Regions from separate parts of the Mus musculus genome. Here region 1 is linked to region 2. A link is a contact called in public Hi-C data. All regions are on one chromosome and are shown on one strand. The core of a region is the stretch at or near the end of the contact, and the rest is flanking DNA. Distances in the headings are between cores, read along the strand shown.

Evidence for each region. Hi-C and Micro-C count contacts between places; a contact is called where the count stands out from the background.
Region 1: a Hi-C map of the N1E-115 cell line shows a contact between it and region 2, with 6 times the contacts expected there. The contact joins two enhancer-like sites. A contact is called at or near these places in 2 of 484 Hi-C or Micro-C datasets (the N1E-115 cell line and nephron progenitors).

The regions. Positions count from the first base shown.
Region 1 is chr9:117,562,833-117,568,499 of GRCm38.p6, forward strand. It overlaps a transcript of Rbms3 not described here. Among named protein-coding and RNA genes, the nearest start is that of Gm39450, 150 kb to the right of the region's middle. Within about 2 kb of position 3,674, at least 11 of the 459 cell types and tissues checked have an H3K27ac peak or open chromatin away from gene starts, as enhancers often do. A contact at or near this core is called in the N1E-115 cell line, where this site is marked.
Region 2 is chr9:117,434,435-117,440,116 of GRCm38.p6, forward strand. It overlaps a transcript of Rbms3 not described here. Among named protein-coding and RNA genes, the nearest start is that of Gm39451, 120 kb to the left of the region's middle. Within about 2 kb of position 1,992, at least 4 of the 459 cell types and tissues checked have an H3K27ac peak or open chromatin away from gene starts, as enhancers often do. A contact at or near this core is called in the N1E-115 cell line, where this site is marked.

The DNA.
Region 1 (5,667 bases), core at 2,424-4,923, 130 kb after region 2:
AATAAATCAGAAGGAAGCATGGGGGAGCTCACTTCTCCATGATTAAAGCCTTCGCTGAGACTGAAAATTCAAAAACCTTTGGAGAAAAATGGGATCCTTGGTTTCTTCCTTGGACAAGAAGTCTGCTTGCTTGCTTGCTTTTGCTGTAGATAAAGCCCTTCCTATTCGCTGACACTGAATCACATTCTTCCTGCTCTCATGTATGAGGCATGACCAAACCCCATCTCAAGGAACATGCATCATTTTGTCAACTAATGTGATGCTATTTAAACACATACTGAGGTCCATGCTTCTCTCTTCAGATATGGGCCCTGCACATATGACATAGGAAATGAGAGGACTAAGGAACTGTGTTACACAGGTGACACAGGAGATAGGACTAAGGAACTGAGTTACACACGTGACACAGGAGATAGGACTAAGGAACTGAGTTACACACGTGACACAGGAGATAGGACTAAGGAACTGAGTTAGTTCTCTGATGGGCACATGAATTCTTATTCTGGGCCTGGAGCCAGGACTCAGCAAGAGTGCACCTGTGCACTTGTCAGGATCTGAGTTCAAATCCCCAGCATCCATATCAAAGCAAGGAATGGCTATACAGTCACCTAGGAGAGCGGTAGGTGCTGGAGGCAGGAGGATGGCTGGGGAGTGCTGGCTGCCAGACAAGCTTCAGGTTCAGTAGGAGATCCTTTTTCAAAAAAAAAAAAGGTGAAGTAGAACATGATCAGAGTGATGGAGCAGAACACACAGAATGCATGGAAGGCCATACATATGTGCGCCCCCCCCCCCTCACACACACTCACTCTATACAAACAAGTAACTCCCATTTCTTCCCAGGGAAGACTATTGTTCTCTCGTGAAAAATTTCCCACCACGCTTCTCTCTCTCTTTGCAAAGTATTTTCTTCCAGGCATCTTTTCTTTATCTGCTCTTTACTACCTACTTCCATCTCCACCCCTTTGGCTCCTCAGCTTCATCCCAGAGGAGACCCAGTCCATGAACAGGGCTGTGTAATAAGCTAATTTTGTGCTATTTCCTATGTTATGATAATCTTCAGATGAAAGAACGTTTCTCGGGCTTCAGCCCACTGAGACAAGACAATAATGATAAGCTGGCTGAGCCTCCTGGTGTGTGGTGTGTGCGTGTTTGAACCGTGATTGCAACGCTCATGTTTGCATCCACCATCTGGGCTCCACGAAGTCAGAACGCCCAGTTAATCAAGGAAGACTTAGCGAGATTTTCGGGTGCCAAGAGCCTCCTTTGGTTCAATCACGGGTACTAATCATAAATTTGAACTGCTCACCCCATTCCTCTGTTAGGAAGTTTGTAGAATGTGTCTTTTTTTCTCCCCAAGCACTTTGTCACCCAACTATGGTCCCCATCTGGCTACAGGCTGTCTGCATCAGCGCTGGTTTTCTGGCTGATGACCCCACAAAGGAAATTGTATTTTAGCAAACTGTTTCAAATAATATTTCTTCAGCTATGAAAGAAACCCATTCTAAAATATCCTGCTTTTAACTTGTCAGCCTTTAAAACAGCAGGGAAGGGGGTGTGCAGGGGCATGGGCCAGAATCGCAGTTTTGATGGTTTAAATAGAAACCGTGATAATGAGAAGTTTTTGACTAATAGTTGAGAAGTGTTTTAGAGCAAAGCACCTCTTTTTGAGAGGCCAGAGAATGGCATTCATCGTGGCTTTAGTGCTAATGTTTTATTTAATCCTAACTCACTGCTCAATTTCTGTCACCCCACAAAGACGGGACGTGGATATTTGCTAATACTGTCAAGTGTGCATATTTTAACGAATCTTTTGAAATACATTTACAAGAGGTTCCTAATAAAAAGATATTATTACAATTCTACTTGAGACAATTGAAGCCTTCAAATATATTGGAGCCATGTTGGTAGGAAAAACTCTCAGAAACGAGGCCATGTCTGCTCGTGACGGGAGAGGGGAAGAGTGGAGGCAATTTTCTAGGCTTTGAGTGGTAAGAGAACCATCTGAGCTGTTTAAACCCCACCCACTCAAGCAAATGCCTGCTTCGCCCTTTTCCTGTTCTTTTTTTGGGTCACAGGTAGAATTTTTTAAAGTTCTTATTTCCATCAAATTTTTGTTGAAAGAAATTTCATCGTCTGACGTTCCAAAGGTTTTTTCCCTTAGACTCTACGTTTGTCTCACCCAGGGTCCTGGGGATGAGAGTGAAAGACTGCGTTTACATCCTGGTGATTGCAGCCTGGGTAAGTTCTGGGCTGAGAAGTCAAACAGGCAGTTCACAGGGGCAAGCGGTCTTGCTAGACTTCTGAAGCAGTAGCCATGGGAAGTTCAGAGATAAACACGGGTGTTTCAGCTCTCTCTGCCTCCCAGTCCTTTGTGGATTTCTACCGCATTTCCGTGTCGAGGCCTCCCTGTCTTCATCGGGTTAATGATATAGTTCCAACTAGCAAGTTACTTGTAATATGCAGCATAGCGCGGCCCTCACTCATAACAGGGCCTTATGCAATCTGAGCCGAAGAGCTGAGTTACCTCAGGGTCCTCTCTAGTTATGCTTCGTGTCCTCAAGGGCATAAATAAGTTCACTCTCACAGTCCTCAAGTTCAAATCCATTGGCATTCAGGTTTATCCATGCATGGTATAAACTGGGCTGTCCACAGAGCTTTGTGTGCCCCAGCTCCCTAAATTAGAAGTCTCAACCGCAAAACAACATATTCAAGGCAGCCATACCAGTGTGAAAAGACCATTTTACGTGCCACGAACATTTTGACTACCTACTTTTTATTGCTAAAATGTGAATTTAGATTTAGTTATGATTTGATTTCTAAGCACTCAATCTCTTCTTGAGGCGGGAATAAACTCAAACCTATGGTTATTATCCAAATATCGAACAGTATTTATTAGAACTAAACAATATCTGAAGATTACAGTTGGTGTGTTGATTTCTTTTTATAAGGTTCATTCTTAAATGAGAAAAAACAAACAAACATTGGTTACTTGTGTGAGGTTGCAGATTAGCTTCCTAAAATGCAGATTGTAGTATGATTTAGGCTGGTTACCTGTATAAGTCTCTCTAGGCCTCTCTTGTGATGTAGACCCATCAAGGCCTCTACCTGCTTTAGCCATAACTTACAAAACTCTGTGAAGACCCCACTGTCTTAGTACCACGGTGAACTAATCAAACATGATCCATAGCTCTAGCCTCAATGTCAAATGCAAAGTCACTTGTTGTGCCCTCTGTGAAAGGTATTAATGTCGAGTGAGTGTCTTGAAGCAGGGCCAGAGTGTGTCATAAAATCCCACATCTACCCAGAAAGAAGCAAAGAAGCAGACGCGGGAGCCCATTGACTCAACCCTGCCTTGACTTGACGTTCACAACCTCAAGGGTGGTGAGGCCATTCGCAAACTCACTCATTGCCTCTGCAAGTGAAGTCTGGGTTACGATGGTGGCCTTTCCGGCAGTGTGAGTGAGGAAAGGCCCCACAAGTTGCCTGTTCCGGCTCCCTGGAAACTCCTGTGACTTTCATCAGTCTTCAAAGTGAGCTGGAGCCAGACATCTTTCCAGGGCCAAAATAGTTTGGAAACAAAAATACGCAGTGCGGGCAAATCCACGAGAGTCAAGGCAGCTGAATAAGCACGCAGCTCACGGCACAGGAAACCAGGCTGCCCTGTAAATGAAATTAGTGTAATGAGGCTCTGTCGCCATCCCACGCCGGAGCTGAAAACTGACCTCTGCCAAGTGTAGTGTGTCAGATCTTCCTGGCTGAAGGCACACAGGACTTTGAGCTGGAGATTCTCCTGTGGACTACAGGAGTACTCTGTGCTAGCATCGCCTCCTTGGGGGCAGTCCTCTAGAACCTCACAGTGCAGAATGGACCCCTGACATCTTATTTTAGGGGCTATTTATTCATGGTGAGCTTTGGGTTAACTGGAATTCAACATAGACTTTTAAAAAGTGAAGAAGAGAGAGGAAAAGAGGAGAGGGAAAGGAGAAAGAAGTGAGAGGTGAGAAGAGGGAAAGAAGAGGAGAAAGGGGGCAAAAAAGGAAAAGAAAAAAGGGAGAGGAGAAGGAGAGAGTATGTGTACAGAGAGACAGAAGAGAAAAGAGGAGAAGGCAGAGGAGAGGAAGGAGAAACAGGGAAAGGCCTTTGATGTCCTAAGTACTTTCCCCTAAGGGTCCCACACTAACAAGGAACTAATGATGTAGGGGGAAAGGCTCCTGCCTCTTTTCGCAGATGGCATTCCATGAGGTATTCTGATGGTCACCTTCTAGCCTCCCATGGCCTCACAAACAAGAAAGAGGCAGCAGCTGGTAGATGCTGATGGTAGGAGCTCCTTGGTACCCAAATCATCCCAAATCATGCTCCTGCATGCCTGGGAAGGTGCTAAAGGACTCTGTGCTGGCTGCAGAATGCCTTTTATAATACATGCAACGTGAGTCGGCTAGGCTAGTCAACATCCCAAAGCAATCCAGTGGGCTGGCAACCATCTAGCTTCGGCCCTTTCATAGTAACTGAGTAGGGCTCTCCCCACTATGAATGATAAGGAATGGTCCCAGGGGACTGACTAATTGACTCAAAGGAGGTATGTGATATCTAACAAAGTCTAGGAGGGTGACAGTTTAGGATGTGACATAGTTTAGCTTCACTTAAGTGTATATTTTAAATGTGTCCATGAGGAATTTACAGAACAGAGCAACCCTAAATGTTCGGAAGTAAAGCTTGCTATGACGAGCAAAGTCAGGGTTTGGAGAAGCAATGTCCCTCATAGTCCCAGGCATTTACATACCTGATCTCTGGTTTGTAGCACTGTTTGGGGGCATCTAGTGGTGTGGCTTCATTACACTGAGCATGGGCTTTGAGAGCTTAAAGACTCGAGCTGTTTTGAGTGTACTCTCTCTACTCGATTCTTGCAGTTCGAGATGTGACCCCTCAGCTTCTGCTCCAGCCACCATGCCTGTCAGCTGCTGTCTCTGCTGCACCAGTATGGACTCACTGTCTGGAATCATAAACTCTTCCGTTTTTGCATTTGCCTTTTGTTTTGTTTTGTTTTGTTTTGTTTTGTTTTGTTTTTGAGACAGGGTTTCTATGTGTAGCCCTGACTGTCCTGGAACTTGATCTGTAGACCTCAAGCTCTGAGATCTGGCTGCCTTAGACCCCTTAGGGCTGGAATTAAAGGTGTGTGCCACCACTGAAACCCAGCTAAAGTCCTCCTTCATTAAGTTCCCTTTATCATGTTGTTCTACCACAGCAATAGAGATGTGACAACTACAAACGGGAAGGATGCAGGGAAAGCCATCTTCATAGTTTAAAGGATCATGGCACCTCACCAGATTGAGCCTGATGAGATAGATGAAAACATCTAAATGTGAGACATTTATACATACATACATACATATATACACACACACATGCATACATATACATATATCATACACATACATGCATACACATACACATACACAAAATACATACACACAACACACACACACGCTAAAACATCTTTACACACAGAACATTCCATAACACACAACAAGTGGCAGAAATTCATTCCTCCACAGGGTTTTCTGCTCCTACTTTACACAGCAGTAACAGTTATAATAGCTATCTGTGCTAAACTAAATGTCCCAACTTGGTCACATCTCTACCACGTGCTAAAACAATTCAAAGTCAACC
Region 2 (5,682 bases), core at 742-3,241:
GCTCCCTGCCTATGAGAGCAATGGGTCCAGGTGCCTCACCCTTTCCTGCCCTGACTTCTCCAGCATGGACTGCTCTTTCCCAGCATGAGGCAAAATAAGCCCTGCCTTCCTTAAGCTCCAGTCGCCAGATGCTTTGTCGGATCAGTGAGAAAAGTTAGTAATGGAAGGCCCAGAAGAAAACTCAACAACTAACTAAAAGTGACAGGCATTGGGTCTGAGGCTGGCTTAAGGGAGAAAATGAGAGCCCCAGAGAACTCGAATCCAATCAAGGCCATCCTTGAAACATCCGGGTATCCATATTAGCTTGGTTATCTGAATGAAACCTTTTATACAGAGTGCAGACACTTAGCCCTGGAGAGCCCATAGTAACCGATGGATGTCCACGAAGAAGCAATGTTCATGATAAAGCTATCCTACCCTTTCTGCAGATGTGAATCGGGAACCAATTTCAGGCCTGAGGATGTCAGGACACATTTACCACTTAAATTAAAACTGACTCGATGCCATGTTTGGAAAGGACAATGATTACAGGGCAGCCAACTTCAGTCCACAATAGTTATATGAACATCAGCTTAAATGAACATTATAGAATGTAGGTTGTACTATCCCATGGGCTGGGGTCCCTAACTGCATAAAAAGGGGAAAGCAAACAATGTACCATCATGCTGCTGACTGTCGAAGCAGGGTGAGCAGTTGCCTTGAGTGCCTGAACTCCCTCACAGTAAATACAATCATCTTCTCACTGACTGGGGACCCAACCTTTACATTCGCTCACCAGATTCACCAGATGAGGAAGGGAAGATGGTGCTCCCTGAGCATTCTGAATCTACAAAGCACACCGTTAGGATGACCCTCCGTGAATCCTCTCAAGAAATACCTCTAGCAGACATTCCGCCTAGAGAACTATTTTTAAAGGAGACATGGTGTCTTAGTCAGGGTTTTCCTGATGTGAACAGATACCGTGACCAAGGCAAGTCTTATAAGGACAACATTTCATTGGAGCAGGCTTACAGGTTCAGATATTCAGTCCATTCTCATCAAGGCAGGAACATGGCAGCATACAGGCAAGCATGGTACAGGAGGAGTTGAGAGTTCTATATCTTCATCTGAAGACTGCTAGTGGAAGACTGGCTTCCAGGGAGCTAGGATGAGGGTCTTAAAGCCCAAGCCCAAAGTGACACACCTACTCCAACAGGGCCACACCTTCTAATAGTGTCACTCCCTGGGCTAAGCACATATAGACAGTCATAGATGGAGCCTTAGAGAATGAAGGTAACTGCCCAAGAATGTGAACTCAGTAAATGGCTGAATTGTAAGTGACACCAGTGGACTGGCCTTCAAGTCCCAGTCCTTCACCACTCAGACACAGCATCTCATGAACGTTCTCCAAGTTTGACATTTAGATCTTACTCTAGGTCAGCGGTAGTATGCCTCACAATAAAGGATTGCACACATACTCACAAACTAAATGCCTGGAATCAAATCAACAATATAGAGCTAACACCTCAGAGAACAGCATAAAGTCTCTGAGGTAGGCATGAGTCATTTCACGGGTCTCAGGAATTCAGTGCACATCTCAAAATCTGCAGGAAGGTGGCAGCTGGCGACTGGGAAGGTTTCTGATGATGCTAACTTGGCTTGATTTGGTGGGAGGGGAAAACCCACACAGCAGACACAAAGGAACTCCAGATGGATTCCAATGCAGGCAGCAAGGAGGCAGATTGGTGGCCAGCAAAAATGAAGTTCAAAAGGGAGAAATTGTGTGTGTGTGTGTGTGTGTGTGTGTGTGTGTGTGTGTGTGTGTGTGTGTGTGTGAAAATCATGTAGTTGGCTTGCAGGTGCAGTGGCTTAGGCTTTCTTATGTTTCATCTGACTGGTAGTCACGGCATCTCCCTGTCACTGTCTTTTGTCAAAGAACAGCGAGTGCAGGAGAATAAACATCATAGGAGAAGAGCTTCCCCCTTGTAACTCAAGTTTGTCAACAGCTGGGCTCTACACTGACCAAATGTTGTATGGAGGAAATAGTTCAGAGCATTTCTGGGTTTGCTTTGATGGTGTTCTTCACCGTGAAAAACCAATTTTCAGAAAGCAAACAGGGTGCTTGGCAGAACGTGAAAGGAAGAAAAACCTGATGCTGTGCTAAAGAATTACATTTGCTCCCGCTCTCGTGCCCTGGAACCAGGACAGAAGCACTCTTGGATGTCAGCAAATAATCTTTTCAATTAGGAAGAGCAATATGTAGACCAGGATTCCTACTCCCTCCCACTGGTCTCTTTCTTCAGCTTAAATATCAATTTCTGATAAGATAAAGATCATAGAAGTAGAGCACAGGGTATGTTCATACAATTAACTTGAATATGGTGATAAAATATTTGAAATTATTGCCAATTAAAGATACAATCAAGCACTGTTTTCATATGAGCAGGAACTGAGGGGTTGTGTAAGACAGGTCTGGCTTCTGTTTAGGTCATTTTGTGAAGCAAGAACTGGGGACCAAGGAAGTAATGGCCAGTAAACAAAATATACAAAAAGGAGAATTTTCTTCTGTAATAGGTATAATCAGGTCATGACATTCAATGTCACTGGAGGTCACAGACTCAGATACTGTGGCTGGAGTTTTAAAAGAACTTGAATAATTTTAAGGTCGACAGAAATATTAGACCCAAGTGGTCAAGCTCAGTGCCAAGATGGGCACACATGACCTTAGAAATCTGGAAAGAGTTTGTGAGGCTTTTACATGCTCCACTTCAACCTATAAACATGACGAGCTTTGAGTGGTGCCAGCCCAGCACTGTCCACCCACCATATTTAACAATTTTTAAGGCAGACTGCATCAACTTAATCAGAGATATGACGCAGCCTGTTTGTATGCACATGGACATATGTGTGTGCACATGTGTTTATATGTGCATGCATGTATACATGCATGTGTATGTGTGTGTGTGTGCATTCTTGTGTGCAAATGAGCATGTGCTTTTGCTATGTCATGCATGTGGAGGTCAAAGAACAGTCTCGGGTGTTTGTCCTCACATTCTAAGATAGGATCTTTCATGGTTCCCTGTGGTATACACTGGGCTAGCTGCTCTGAGAGCATCCAGGGACTCTATCTCTGCCTCTCATCACACTGTAGTACTGGAGTTATAGATAGGTGCTTCCCTCTTGTATCCGGCTATGTGGGTTAGAACTCAGACCTTCCCACTCTTATGGAAAATATTTTACCCAGTATTTACCCATATCCCCCAGAGCAAGAATATATGTCTTTTGAGAGCCCATCTTTTTGAGATTTATATTTCAGCTGAGGAATCTCTGGGAAAATAAATATCATTACTCCCTTGGCTTTGGTGGATATGAAGAGGTTAAGTTTGCCTATGCTGCCCATCCAGTTGTAGCACTACCAAACATTCGAAGACTAACATGCACTGCTTCTTGTGAAGTCCGAGGGCCCAGAGATGGGCCCTAACTTGGAGGTGCAGTTACTGCATCTCTGTGGGTTCTGCATGTTTGGGGGAAGTGCCAGCTGAGACCACCGGGCTCTTTTCCATGGAACATCACTTCCTGCAAGGACTAGCTTAATTTGTTATATCTTATAACAGTGGCAATCTCCAGAAGAGGAAACACAGTGAGCATTGCACCTGAGACCCAGATCTAATGCTCCACCAACCTTTCTAAGCCAAGGAAACTTCAGAGCCAGCCCAGAGTGTAAAGGGGGTAGAGAGACTTCACATCCTGGGAAAGAGCCACAAGGCAGGGGTAGAGTGAGGGGAAAAGGGTGACTGTAAACTTACGTGGTCTACTTTATGCCACTAACAAAAACAACGATGAAGATCATTCAGTTGGAAGTTGAGTCCAAGAACCTGCAACATGCCAGTTTCTGAATTTCTCCAGGTAATAGTGTGGGGTCCAGGGTCCAGAAAAGAGAGCCAGGAAGTGAGATTCTGATTCACTGACATAATCAAACTACTCACTACACAGCAGGAAGGGAAGGAGGCTGAGCACATGCCCTACCCAGAGATGGAGTCTGACACTGCTTACCAGCAGGAGGGCTTTCTCCTGGTTGTAAATAGATGCAAAATTGTCTCAGCACTGATAGCATTTGCTGTCTGCACAAACAGCTTGCTGGTGTATTGATCAGATTTAGTTTATGTCTATTAAATAATCTCACTTAAAGAATTAACCTACACAATAGACTCTGAAACAGAAAAATATATCACGCACACACAATTATCCAGTCAGCTAAAAGTTAACAAGATTTGAAATAAGACTCGCTGTACCACTGTTTTAAACTCCCAGAAACAATGTTATAGAGTAATCTAGAATATTAAATACCCCTGTGGCATCATGAAATACGTTATGGGGACATGTACAAAGGACCAGACGAATTTTCACCCAGAGGAAAAATAGGATAATTCATTTCCTTTCATACCCATCCTGAATTAATAAAGAATAATTCAAGATGCATTAGCTGGGTTGTAAAGATGTTTAAAGATTTACCTGGCTCAACAACTGATTTTCACCTAAATTAATTCCAATATTATTTAGACCTTTCCAAACCAAAACATTTTTTTGTAATCTGAGCTGACATCATAATAGCCTAATAATAAACACATTCACATCTGTTTATAACAAGTAATATGTGAAGCACTTTAATGAAAGTCACCCAAAATAATCTTCACTGCAACCCATGAGGTGAATAATATTGCTTCATTTAAAAGTGATTAAACGATTTGATCATACCACAGCTAAGTGGGAGGATGAGGCATCTATCTGAACTCACAGGAAGCAATCCTTTTGCTCCTCTACATCAATTTCAATGCCTGTGCTAAAGACCAAACCCACAGTGGTCTTAAAAACAAAGTTATGTGCCTCACAACAAAACCACACGTTTCCTAGTATGGCTATCATTAAAAAAGCTCTCAAGTCTCTGCTATCTGAACTCTCAGACTCCTGTCAGTTTACATCCCCTTTCTCTGGGGTTACAAAGGGGGTTAAGGGATTACACCTGACCACAGAAGGGAGAGAAATGACTTGTAAGCTAACTACTTGGAAAACAAAACAAAACAAAACACAGTAGGCAGAGTCCTCTTGTTTCATTGGTCAGGACCAGCAATACAGTGAGTGTTCTGAGCCCAGGTTCTGGAACAACAAACTGGACAGGAACTCTGCCTGTCTGTGAGAGACACGCATGATAGAATTAAGGCTTTGCTGTCGCGAGCCTCTGAGACTTGGGGATGGTTGGTTACACACATCACATCTTGACTGATATACATGGTGCTCAAAAATTGTTCTTCTCCAAATGAAGACTTGGTGACCTGCACCAAACTCATTCCTACCAAAGCAGTAGGAGTGCCTGACAGTCAGCATTCCAACACTCTGATGAAACATGGAGACAATGTCTAAGATAAATGGATGCTTCGGACTCACAGGTTCAGTCTACATAGACTCTGTACTCTATGTGTTCTGTAGGCTATGTATTCTGGGGCTTGTGAGGTGGAGTGTGGATGTTGCTACAAAGCTGCTACCTCCTGACAGACAGGAAGCAGGCAGAGAGAGAAGACAGAATGAGCTACCAGCATTGCCTCCAAGAACACAGTCAATCTCCTTCCACAAGGCTCTGCCTCTCAAAGATACCATCACTTCCTGAGCTCCACAGACTGGCAACCATACTTTAGCATATGGGCCTTT